Regions from separate parts of the Mus musculus genome. Here region 2 is linked to region 1. A link is a contact called in public promoter capture Hi-C data. All regions are on one chromosome and are shown on one strand. Each heading gives the region's core, a stretch centred on a gene start, on an enhancer-like site or on the middle of the called end of the contact. The rest is flanking DNA. Distances are from core to core; before and after follow the strand shown.

The links. Promoter capture Hi-C pulls out the DNA fragments that hold promoters and counts their contacts.
Region 2: a promoter capture Hi-C map of maxillary cranial neural crest shows a contact between it and region 1. The contact joins the promoter of Nfyc here to the promoter of Txndc12 in region 1. A contact is called at or near these places in 4 of 39 promoter capture datasets (cranial neural crest, liver, maxillary cranial neural crest and 1 more).

Annotation. Positions count from the first base shown.
Region 1 is chr4:108,832,493-108,839,239 of GRCm38.p6, reverse strand. It overlaps Txndc12 (thioredoxin domain containing 12 (endoplasmic reticulum)), which reads right to left and starts at 4,562. Exons shown (of 7, transcript NM_025334.3): 1 at 4,384-4,562. The coding sequence starts at 4,474. Btf3l4 (basic transcription factor 3-like 4) reads left to right here and starts at 5,600. Exons shown (of 6, transcript NM_027453.3): 1 at 5,600-5,732.
Region 2 is chr4:120,823,861-120,829,976 of GRCm38.p6, reverse strand. It overlaps Nfyc (nuclear transcription factor-Y gamma), which reads left to right and starts at 4,236. Exons shown (of 10, transcript NM_008692.4): 1 at 4,236-4,447.

The DNA of each region.
Region 1 (6,747 bases), core at 3,313-5,812:
TACAGAGTGAGTTCCAGGACAGCCAGGACTACACAGAGAAACCCTGTCTCCAAAACAAAACAAAACAAAACAAAAAAACAAAAACAAAACAAAAAAGAAAAATAGTAATGATAATGGTGTGGGGGTTTTTTGTTTGTTTTTTGTTTTCTCTGTGTAGCCCTGGCTGTCCCAGAACTCTCTCTATAGACCAGGCTGGCTTCTAACTCAGAGATTCTTCTACTTCTGCCTTCGGAGTGCTGGGTCTAAAGGCATCACCATCACCATCCAGCTGGATTTTTTTTTTAAGCATAGCAGTTTTTAAAATGTGTTTACAGGTATTAATTTATATATCCTCAGAATAACCTTATGATATGCTAATTCTATCCTTCCTCCTTAAAGATAAGGAAACTAAAGTTAAAGAGTTTGCCTAGGGTTACATTGCCCCTGAGAGGCAGAGCTGGAATGGAGGTGGTTACTCTATAGTTAAACCATTCCCTACAGTTGGCTAGCTCACTAACAATGGTTAAAGATGAATGGATGAAGGAATGGACCTTGAGAACACTGACTTCAGCTACAGAACACCCACAGGGGATGGGGAATTGCTTTGTTTTTGCTTCTCCCTTTCCTCTTGAAAGATGACTTAGACAGGTAGTTTTAAGCAGCTATTCTCTTGGCCATGGCAGCACGGAGCCTCTGCAGACAGTGCAGTTTCCTAAGGTGTCATCTGCAAGGCAGTTCATGCCAGCCATCTGCAAAGGAAGCTAAAGGTTCCCAAATCAACAGCTCTTTTTCCCCACCGAAGACGATGTTTAAAACAGGAAAAGCCAGTTCTAAACACAGTATTTATGTTGGTGTCCAAGCTCTTCTTCCTAGATTGTTTTAAAGACAACAGAAAAAACCCCCAGGCTCCAGCTGGTGAAACCTAAATAAGGAAAGGTCAGATGTCAGAGCTGGCAGCCAGGCCTGAGTTAGGCAACACTGTACCTGGAAGGTAGAGTAACAGTGTAGCCAAGTGATGTCTCCATCAGAAGGCAGCCTTTCTACCATCTGCGCAAATGTTAAATATAGCTAACAAAAATATCTGTCTCATGAAGTGACTGTGGCTGTAAACGGGACATGGAGCGTAAGTGTTACTGTGCCAGCTTTGAATTCCAGAGACTGAAGTCATCTATTTCTATTACAGGCGGGAGAACACATGAATGGCCTCTTTCTAGATTCTGCATTGGAGGCCAGAGTGGTGCACTGGGTAAAGACATGGGCTGGGGATTCATCTTCCTGCCCTCGACTTACTAGTTAACTTCTAATGTTTCATTTTAAATTCTTCATCTGTGAAATGGGATGATAATAAAAATATTACCCACCTCATAGTTACTATGTATGAAAAAAATACGCAGGCAGATCAATGCCTGGAAGCTAGCAGAGAGGAAGTAAATGCTAGCAACCACACTTCTTTCCAGGTGATAGAGCTAAGTTTCTAGTCTACTGAGAATAATGAGCGTGTTTTTGGACACTGGAATGTTAGAGCTGCGAGGCCCTTAGGACACATTCCTAGTTCACTCTCACTTAATAAATGGTCACTAGGGAAGACCACTGCTGGCTAAATGGCCTGTCCAAGATTAAAATCTAGGCCTAATAATTCCAGTCTAGTGCACACTATTCCACACCAGCGTGCTTCCTCTTCATAATGAAAACTGTTGGGGAGGGTAGGGAGGGTTACTCATTGTTTCCTCTCTGCAAACCACCAAGGAATCTTCTAGAAAGAGCTGGAGAAGCTCTTTAGACATTTTGGAAGAAACAACACTCATCAAAATTTTCAGGACTTCCTGCCTCAGGTAGTACTTTTTACTTTTTTTAGGTGGGGTGAGTATATTTCTTATGTCCAAAGAATCTATACATAAACAATACACAAGACAAATACTTGAGATAATATTAATTCCTTTTAGAAACAAGCAAGTATTCCTCAATGGTGGAAATAATAACAATATTTCACTTACTCGATCTTTTTCAAGTGTGTGACACTTCACGCGTCTTTTGCTTTTTCATTCAATTATCACAAACTAGCTCTTCCACTTGGGTTCCCTGGAACTCACAGAGATCCGATCGCCTGCTTCTACCTCCAGTCCCGGGATTCAAGGCTTCAATATATTTTGGAGTTGTTTATTAGGCAATGATGCTAATTGAATAACACAGTATTTACTGCCTGACAAAGAAATGAGACTCACACAACACTTCATAATGTTATATGCATTCAACAGTCGATTGAGCAGGGTTTGTTATGTGTTGAGTGTCTGGGGTAACAATCACACCCATTTTGCAGCTGAGGAACAGAGGCATGAGAGAGATTAAGCTACTTGTCACAGGCATCTCGTCTGGTCACTGGCAGAACACATTGAAACTCAGCTCTGCATACACCCTAGCACTCCAGTCTCCCTCTGTATATACAGTTCTATTCTAAATACACAGCGGCCTGTTTTACAATAGGATCATCAGTATTTGGAACATTTTGACTTAATAGGACCCATTGTGCAGTTTTCAGCACTTCCTTCATAGGCAGAAACCCACATATCACCTTAGAAAAACTTCTTTCTCAAAAGAAAAAAGAAAAGAAAGAAAAAGCTTTGCCAGGCATGGTGGCACACACCTTTAATCCTAGCACTCAGGAGGCAGAGGCAGACGGATTTCTGAGTTCGAAGCCAGCCTGGTCTACAGAGTGAGTTCCAGGACAACCTGGGCTGCAGAGAAACCCTGTCTCTCACCCCCCCCCCAAAAAAAAAGTAAGAAAGAAAGAAAAGAAAAGCTTTTTCTCACCCTCCTAATTCAGGTAGATGCCAGCGCCCTTACCCTCCTCAGTCTGTACTTCCCAATCTACCACAGTATTATATAAGCTGAAATTCTTTTATTAATCTGTCGTAGATCTATCCTATTGCACTCTCTGACTTAAATATACACCCAGTGAAAGCAAGAACCTTGTTTGTTCTCTTCATTGTCATGTCTCTAGTACCCGAGTCAATGATCAAAACATGGCTGATGATCGAAAATCAATACTGAACTGAGGTGACTCATTGAATTTCCACTCAGTCTCAATGCCCACCAATGAATGTAAAGATAAAGAGCTCTAAAAACAAACAGCTGGGCAGTGATGGCGCACGCCTTTAATCCCAGCACTCGGGAGGCAGAGGCAGGAGGATTTCTGAGTTCCAGGCCAGCCTGGTCTACAGAGTGAGTTCCAGGACAGCCAGGGCTATAGAGAAACCCTGTCTCAAAAAACCAACCAAACAAACAAACAAATAGGGGCTGGGACCAGAAAAGAACCTGCTGCTCTTCAGTGGACTCAAGTTCAGTTCCCATGTTAGAGGCAGATCACAACTGCCTGCACCTCCACCTCCAGGGGGACTGACACCCTTTTCTGGCCTCCTTGGGCCACACATTTACCTAAACACACACACGCGCACACACACAGGGCTCCTCTAGCCTAAATGGTGAACTCAAATTCAATGAGGCTGTTTCATAAGGTGGAGAACAAGCAGAAGAGGAAAACACCCAATATCCTCTTATGGCCTAGTCATGTGTACCAGAAAACAGGCGGGCAGACACCACACTGAAGCACACACACACCACCAGCATCAGAAAAATCCCATACAGTAAAGGTCATAACACAAACCATCCAAAGCAGGGCTGGAATCCATTTATAACTCAACCAGTTAGTCAATTCAGCTGCCAAAACAAACAAACAAAAAACCCAACTGATGAGAAGGTGTTCAAGTTTAGAAATAGGGCTGGTAATACACGGAGTTGGGGGTCCTTACTTCCTAACCTTCATTGATAACCACTGATCCATCGCTCTAAAGAAATCAGTTTCTTCCAACACACTAGCTGAGCCACACCAAAACCAACTGTTGGTGACCTAGCAAAAGGTCTACCTTTCATTTGCTCTTTTTTCTGCATCTCTTGGGGGAATAGGGAACCGGGTCTTGGGGGTACGGGGGAACGTGGTGAGGAATCTTCAGACTCAAGCGACCACTACAGGTCACCAGCGACCCTTTTTCTTCTGGCGGAAAGGTGACGGTTCCTGAGGGCTTCCCAAGCGACCTATTTCTTCTGGCGGGAAGGTGACGGTTCCTGGAGGCGTCCCAAGCGCCTAACATGACACATGAATGGACTCTTAAACAACCTAGTCCTAATTTAAGGGCCATATCTTCTCAATCCCAAGAATTAAGAGCGCCCTCAAGTACAACTTCCTTCTCTTAAACCCTCTCCCGGACCTGGTACTCCTGACCCCGAGAAATCCACAAAAGCAGTTGGGGAAGATAAAAAGGAATCTAAAGTGGCCTAAGATACAGTGAGAAAATAAAGTGTTAAGAAGGCCCGGGGTCCGTAAAGATTACGGTAAGAATGAGGTCTGACCCTTTCCAAGCCCAGTGCGTCCGTCTGAAGAAGTGATGAGGAGCAGGAAACTGAAGCTCAGCAAACAGGTGGCCCCGAAACGAAGCGACATCTCCACGGTGGTAGTTGCACAGAGCCACCGGATTGAGGGAACAGGATTTCCAGCAGAAGCTCCGCTCTGCCCCCTTATCGCCGTTCAGCCCAACCCCTCGGATTCCCAGATTTTTTTTTTTTTTTTTTTTTCCTAGCCAAACACTGAAGGAAGTGATGTTAGACGGATGTGGGCGGTGCCTCGAGGGTCCGCTTTGGAATGGAGTAAGTTTAAAGGTGCAGATCACGTAGAAGGATGTGGGAGTACATCTCGAGTTTGCTTTCCCTAAGTCCTTGATATCCAGGCTTAAAGAAACAGCCGGATGAGGTGGCCCGAATTGGTGAGGGCTGGGGAAAGGTTCAGGAAAACCGTTGTTAATTACGTCTGACCTCTAGCCTAGCCCCTCCCTCCAATGGACCACTACACTAAATATTCAAAATGCAAATTATTATCTTTGAGATCAGCCTATCACAACAGAGGGCTTGGAATTTCCCGCCCCCTCGCACAAGTTAAAAATACTGGACAACAGCATTTCATTGTTAGATTTCTGTTTGGGATTCCAAAGAGACTCGGTAAGCCCGTTTCGCTGTGCACGCGTCTGTGTCTTGCAGGCAAGCACTTTGGAGAAGCGCTGGACCCTTCCCCCCACCCCCACTCGCATTCGCAGGACTTCCACTCAGGCATGATGCAACCAACTGACATAAGGTCCAAGAAAACCATGCTTGGGGCCTTTTATTGCACAACTGAAGAGGTAGTCCGAGGGAACTGGGACATAAGTCATCTCAAGCACGTAAAGTGTAAAGCTTCTTTCCGTTAAGTCTGTTGCTTTTTGTATTGGGTCGAGTTACTACCTAACAAGTCAACTGCCGACTTTCCCTCCTGATGAGAGTCCATTAGAGCTCAATGCTTAGTGAAGGACATCCAAGGTGTACAACCCGAACTAGACCCCACACCACCCTTCTGTTAAATCCAAGACAAAAGGTAAGCGCAGACACAATGGGACGCCAAGGGGACCGCCGCCTCCTCCAGGAAGCAGCCCGGCCGCCAATCAGAATAGTGAGGTGCGCGAGGCATGCTGGGCTTTGTAGTCGGGAGGCAGGCGCGCAGTTGCCGTACCCACCCCCACCCCGCCTCCCTCCCGCGGTCGAGGCGGGGCCGTGCGTCACGTGGGCCTCTCCCGCCGCCGCCGCCGCTGCCGCCGCGGTCTTTCTCTGTCTCAGCTGAGGCAGCCATCTTGCTCTTGCCGCGTGCTGGTGTTGGAGGACCCTCCCCGCTGCAGGTGAGACCCCCGGCGGGCCCGCCACCCCACGGCCTCCGGCCGCTGCGCACGGTCTCCCCCCGCCCTCCCCTCTCGACACCCGCCGTCCGCTCCGGCTGCCACTTCCGCCGTGGCGCGGCGAGTGGGGGCGGAGGCGGCCGGCCGGGCCTGTCGGTTACGGGCGGCGCAGCTGGGGGTCGGCACCTGAGGGAAGGTCCCCAGCACCACCGCCCGCTGTGGAGGAGCCGGGCCCGGGCTCTGGCCGCTCAGGTCCAGACCCAGGAGGGTAGAACCCTCCTCGTCCATCACTCATTATTCACAACAACAGTGTCAGACGCTTTGAGCAGCAGATCTGTTGTCATCTCTTTTGCTCCTCCCAAACTGAGGTTAGCACCCGGCCACCAAGCTCTTGGGGCCGAACTAGGTTGCAGCGCTCTTCACTTTGTAATAGAAGTGCTTGTTTACAAGTCTCTCTTAATTTTGAGACAGTTACCTATCCTTATAACCTCTTCACACTGCCTGATGATTGATCGCCAGGCACAGTGTTACACAGCTGGTGAATGGCGGTTTCAACTTCCGTTCCCACGTTCTTTCATTATACCTAATTAGTGGCCCTCTGGAAGAATGGTAACAATAGTTACCAACTACTGAGTGTCTTACCTGAACTTGATAATCTATGCTTTAGCCTTCAACTCAGTAAAGTATGCGATGGTATACTTTTTTTAATGCGGGAGAAACAAACACAAGTACAAAGAACCTAAATACCTTTCCAAAGCCCTAAGTGGTAAAACCTCACATAAAAAGTCAGGGCTGAAAATTCAAATTATTTTTATCTTTGTAAACATGATTAAAGTACTTGGATGCTTATAATTTGGGCATCCAATAAATATTGATTCATCTCTGTATACTCTTTTTGGAAGTCCTTGAGAAAAGTGCAGAAAGGATTCGTGGATATTCACTCAGTGATCATGTGGCCCTTGAAAGTCATTTCTCCCTTTGGGACACAGAGAGGAACTTTCCAGGCCTTCCAGGCAGC
Region 2 (6,116 bases), core at 2,987-5,486, about 12 Mb before region 1:
AAGTGAGTCTGTATACCTGTGAGTGGTTTCTTTTTGATTGAACCATTTGAGATGGGAAGATCCATCCTACACCCAGATCTTTTGAGGTGGGAAGATCTACCTTAAATCTAGGCCACACCTTCTGGTGGCATTTTATATAAAGGAAGCTTTTGCTCTCAGCCCATTGTGCCCACTCTTGTCCTTCACTGCTGTCAGAGCCTACTTCTTTGGGATTCAGACATACGCTGAGACCATACGCTGAGACCAGCTGAGGCATCCAGCCTTGTGGACTACTGGAGACAACTATAACTGGACCACAGCTTCTAAGCCAGTATTTATTTTTACACATACATATACCTCTAGAAAATCCTGACTAGTACAACAAATGCAACATGCTAACCATTTCCACATCCCCTTTCTTTCTTTATTAATCAGGGATAAGTCTTTATTCTTTGGAGCGATCGAGTTAACATGGTAATAAGCACAAAGAGAAATGTCTGTGGCTTGTGTAGTTAGAAAGTTTAGAGGTAGGTACATAGAGCCTGATGGTGGGGACTGGAGGACAGCCTAGTCATCTGTCTCCCCGAACCACTTTGTTCCATATGACTCTTTCTCCGGTTTTGTTTCTGTTTTCAATTCATTATGTGGAGGAAAGACATGGCAGCAGGACAGGGAGGCCAGGGGCCAGAAGAAAGAAGCTGGCTGGTCACATTGTTGCATGCTGATCTTTAAATTAAAAAAAAATTATATATATATATATATATATATATATATATATATATATATATATATATGTATACAACCAACTGATAAACCAAACTTCAAAACAAGGCCACTCATACTGAGATTAGGGTTGGAAGTTCAATTCCTTAGGGATTCACACAGGAAAGGCTTTAGAGACAGAGGCACAAAGACCATAGACACCTCACAGCAAGCAAGGACTCCTGTTCATCTATTGTGCTTACTGTATTGTTATCAGTGATAATACTGACCATTAAAACATCAGAATAGTACTGACAAATAGCTACTGTCTCTGTCCTTTTGCTCACTGCCCTCTCATCCCCTGGGAGATAGTAGTCAGAAATCAGCAAGCAAAGGGTTAAGAAGTAGTACAGGCTACTTTTAGGATCCTAAATGGACTCTTTTTTTGTCCCTCCTACTGTTTCTGGTCTGGAGATTGACCCCAGGGTGCTGTGCACAGTGAATACATGTTCTGTTGTAGAACTACGTGATCAGTCCCTTTTTTTTTTTTTTTTTTTTTTTTTTTTTTTGGTTTTTCGAGACAGGGTTTCTCTGTATAGCCCTGGCTGTCCTGGAACTCACTCTGTAGACCAGGCTAGCCTCGAACTCAGAAATCTGCCTGCCTCTGCCTCCTGAGTGCTGGGATTAAAGGTGTGCGCCACCACACCCGGCACATTATTTCTTAAGTAGGTAGTTCTTAAGTAGATATTTTCTCTACTATGTAGACTTGCATTTACTTCAATTCTAAGAGCAACCTAATTTCTAGGCTCTGAAGGGAAGCAGGGTACAGCCCCTGTAAACTGTCCATACTTAATTACAGTATAATCTCTAGTAATTTGGGCTGTTTCTATGCAATTTTTACATTTTTTTAAGTTTCTGTGTAGCAGAACACAGATTTAAAAAAAAAAAAAAAAGATTTAGCCAGGCGTGGTGGCGCACGCCTTTAGTCCCAGCACTTGGGAGGCAGAGGCAGGCGGATTTCTGAGTTCGAGGCCAGCCTGGTCTACAGAGTGAGTTCCAGGACAGCCAGGGCTACACAGAGAAACCCTGTCTTGAAAAACCAAAAAAAAAAAAAAATTATTTATTTATGTATATTAGTACACTGTTGCTGTCTTCAGACACACCAGAAGAGGGCATTAGATCTCATTACAGATGGTTGTGAGCCACCATGTGGTTGCTGGGAATTGAACTCAGGTCCTCTAGAAGAGCAGTCAGTGCTCTTAACCACTGAGCCATCTCTCCAAGTCCCCAATTTTTCATTTTTCAAAAAACATAATTTTCAAACAAATATTTGTAGACTTCTCAAGTTTTTCTTTGTTTACCTAAGTTTCCTTCCCGCCCCTTAACTGTTAGTTAGCAGAGGATTATCTTGATACCCCTTGAGTCTCAGTCACTGATTTCAAGTTATCTGGTTTGGAGGCAAGTGTCTTTACTGGCTAAACCATTTAGTTAATTTGCTTTTGAACTTTTCCTCACCCTGAGACAAGAGTTTCTCTCTGCCCTGTCCTGAAATTCACTATGCAGAGATTCCGACTCTTCTGGAACTCACTCTGTAGACCAGGCTGGCCTTGAACTCAGAAATCTACCTGCCTCTGTCACTGAGTGCTGGGAATAAAGACGTACCACCACTGCCACCCAGCTATTTTGAATTTCTAATCTTTCTAGTCATCTCCTGAGTCTTGGGATTAACTGCATGTTCCACCACACCAGGTTTTATGCCATGGTGGAGACTGAACCAGGGCTTCCATACCAGGCAAACTCACTACCAACTGAACTGCATCCTCAGGCCTGCCTCTCTTTCTTTCTGGAGCAGGAGGTCTTTCCCAGGGCCATAGGCATTTTAATTATTCACTTCACCCTCATCTACACCCACATCTCAGTCAAAATACAATTTCTTATTTGGGGTATCCAGTAAAAACAAAATTCTTTTTTTTTTTTTTTTTTTTTTTGGGCTTTTCGAGACAGAGTTTCGGTTTCTCTGTGTAGCCCTGGCTGTCCTGGAAATCACTTTGTAGACCAGGCTGGCCTCGAACTCAGAAATCCGCTTGCCTCTGCCTCCTGTCTTTTCTCTTTTCTTTTCTTTTCTTTTCTTTTCTTTTCTTTTCTTTTCTTTTTTCTTTTCTTTTCGTGTGTGTGTGTGTGTGTGTGTGTGTGTGTGTGTGTGTGTGCTGGGCATGGTAGTTTATGTCTGTAATCCCAGGACCCCGAGGCTAAGTAAGGAAGATTTAGCTGAGTTTAAGGTCAGTGTGGACTACATAATGAGCACCGGACAACCAGTTATAGACAGGCCTTGTGAAATACTACACTTCCCCATCCCCACCCCCACCTCCCCAAAATGGTTGGCTTCCATATTCAGCCTAAAGTGCCAAGATTAGAGGCATGTATTACCACACCAAGCCATACATATTGTGTTAATGTATTTGCATGGAATGCATTCGCCCATAGAAGGCAACATCTAGATGTCTTCAGTGGAAACTTCACCCTATTTTTTGACACAGGATTTCCCTGCGTAATTCTGGAAGTCCTGGAACTCGACAAGGCTGGCGTTGAACTCACAGACCCTCTTGCTTCCGTCTTCCCAGGTGCTGGAATTTCAGTTCTACCGCGCTGGCCCCAACCTATTTGTATAGACTGGGCCTCCCACTGAACCAGGAGCTTGCTTATTTAGCTAGGCTGGCAGGTTTCTTTTCAAGCCTTTCAGGTATGGGAGACTACTGTGCTAGTGGCTTATGGAGTGTTGGGGGGGCTAATGCAGGTCTTAATGCTTGTAGGAAGCACTTTACTGAGCCACCTCCCAACTCTTTAATTTTTTATGCCAATTTTTAAAAAAAATATTTATTATTTTATGTAAGTACACTGTAGCTGTCTTCTGACACACCAGAGGGCATCAGATGTCATTACGGATGGTTGTAAGCCACCATGTGGTTGCTGGGATTTGAACTCAGGACCTTCAGAAGAGCAGTCAGTGCTCTTAACCACTGAGCCATCTCTCCAGCCCTTTTTATGCCAATTTTAACGTTTTAAAATGTCACCTTTTTGGTTGTTTGGAAATTTTATTTCTTCACTTACTGGTGTGTGTGTGTGTGTGTGTGTGTGTGTGTGTGTGTGTGTGTGTGTGCGCGCGCGCGTCGCACATTAATGATCAGAGTTCAGCTTTCAGGACTCTGTTCTTCTGGTCCATCCTGGGTTCCAAGAATCGAATTCAGGTCGTCCGGTTTGCTGAGCCCCAGGCGGCTTTTTAAATTTTCCATGCCCGCGAAGTTCTTCTCTCCCTACCATTCATTTCCTTGAAGAACAAAACACGGAAAACTATTTCCTAAAACCCAGAAGCGAGCGCATCCTAGCTGAGAGCTTCAAGGATATAGAACGTCCTCGGAGGTCACCGAGAAACGCCTCCCGCGCCCCTGGGAAGGGGCGGGGCCCCAAAAGTCTCCGCTCTCACTATCCCGCTTGGCCAGGCAAGACAATTCTCGCGAGACTTCAGGCACCTCAGCCGCTGCGCACTACGCGTTGCTGGGAGTCGAGGCGCGGAGTGGGGGGAGGGGCAGGGGAGACGGTACAAACGGCGCGGCCGCCATCTTGTTTGCGCCCCCGCTCCGCACGCGCTCCGGTTTTTCGTGACGCACGCTTCCCCCTCCCCTCCGCCGCGCCCGGGCCTCTGCATTGCCCGACGGCGCAGCAGCGCGGGGGCGGCTGCTTTCTTCGCTGGACGCCGGAGTAGAGGCCTGTGAGTGTATGAAAGCTTGGGTGAGGAGGGGAGAGAGAGAGGGGGCGGCCGGCAGTGAGGGCGGTGCTTCCCGCCAATGGCGGAGAGCTCCCTTCCCTCTGCGGCCGCCGCTGCACTTCGGTCGGCTCTGCCGCCGCCATGTTATGTGTTCGCCGGGCCCGCCGCTGTCGTCGCGGCTGCGCTCGCGGGGTCCGTGCGCCTGGGCCCGCGGGCTTTCTCCCATTGGCGGAAGGCGACGGCGGGGGGGCTCGCTCGTGATTGGTCGGCGGCGGGGAGGCCGCGGACCTGGCACCTTATTGGTCACGCCGGCTCCGGCCTGGGGGGTGATGAAGGAATTGGCGGCTGTCGGGATGCTAGCTGCTCAGGCTCTGGCGGCAGGGCGACGGTCCCTCTAATGCCAGCGTGGCGGGGAGTCTCCGGGACGGAGCCGGAGGCCCAGAGGAGAAAGAGAGTGGTAGCCTGGCGTGTGGCCTGCAACGGGGAGGGGTCACTACTAATACCAGAGGCACGGTCAACTACAAGATGGGGTGTGCAAGCCCCTGCTTTGTAAACACGGAACAGAAGTGTCTTCGAGACCTAGGGGTGCTAGACTTGGAAATTGATCCAGCTTGGGAATGACCCTGAGTAGAAGTCTGAGTGCATGGTATGGAAGTAGTGGGAGTGAGGACCAGAAGGACAGAATCGGATTAGGGAGCCTGCTGTAAGAATTTGGGTTTTGAAACCCGGAGGATTAGTGTAGAACTCCAGACTCCATTCTGGGTTCTGAAATGGAGAGTGGGAAACAGGTAAACAGCCGGATCCCACTGGACAGGTGTATCAACTTTTAGAGGCTGAATGCCATTTTAACATTACATTAAGTAGAATCAGAAAGTCAGCTGTAGAATGTATTTGCATAATTGGGAAGTTGGGGGTTACAGGATTTGGGATCATGCTAGTTTTGAGATGTTATATATGAAATTTTCACTGGTCTAAGAAGAATATAGGATCAGAGCTTTGTGCTTGCTAGACAAACATTCTACCAACTGAGTTACCCCACTTCCCCCTTAAAATTGATCTCTCTTAACTTTCAGTTCAGAGGGCAGGTGAGACAAACTCAGGAGTAATAGACCTTGTTTCGCGTGCTTACCTGGGTGTATGAGTATATTTTACAGTCACACAGATATTGGCAGTGCCATCCTCATTCTGTGAGGGAACAAGCAAGAGTTTGTAAGTTGCTGGAGTCAGGTGTACTGTCCTTGTTGTGGGAGCAGCCGTGCAGATTAGGGTGAGAGGGTTGCTTGAGCCCAGGAATTTGAGGTCAGCCTGTAAGATGTGAGACTCTAAAAGGAAGACAAAACCACGAGGAATTTGGTTAAGTTCACAGCTAGTAAGTGACAGCCCAGATCCAGACACAGATGGGATTCTCCATCCTTACACTGCTTTTAGAGTTCCCACTTCATATCCTTCCTTCTCCTCCTCTTCTCTGTCTTCCTCTTCCCTCTTTACTCTTTCTTTACCTTTTTTCTTTTGAGGCAAGTTCTCCTGTAGTCCAGGCTACTCTTGCTTGCTCTGTATGTAGCTGGTAATGACCTTTCACTCCAGATTCTTCTAGATCCACATCCTAACTGATGAGATTTCCCAGAGAGTCCCACCACTCTGGGATCTTGGAGCTCTTAATTCTTTTTTATTT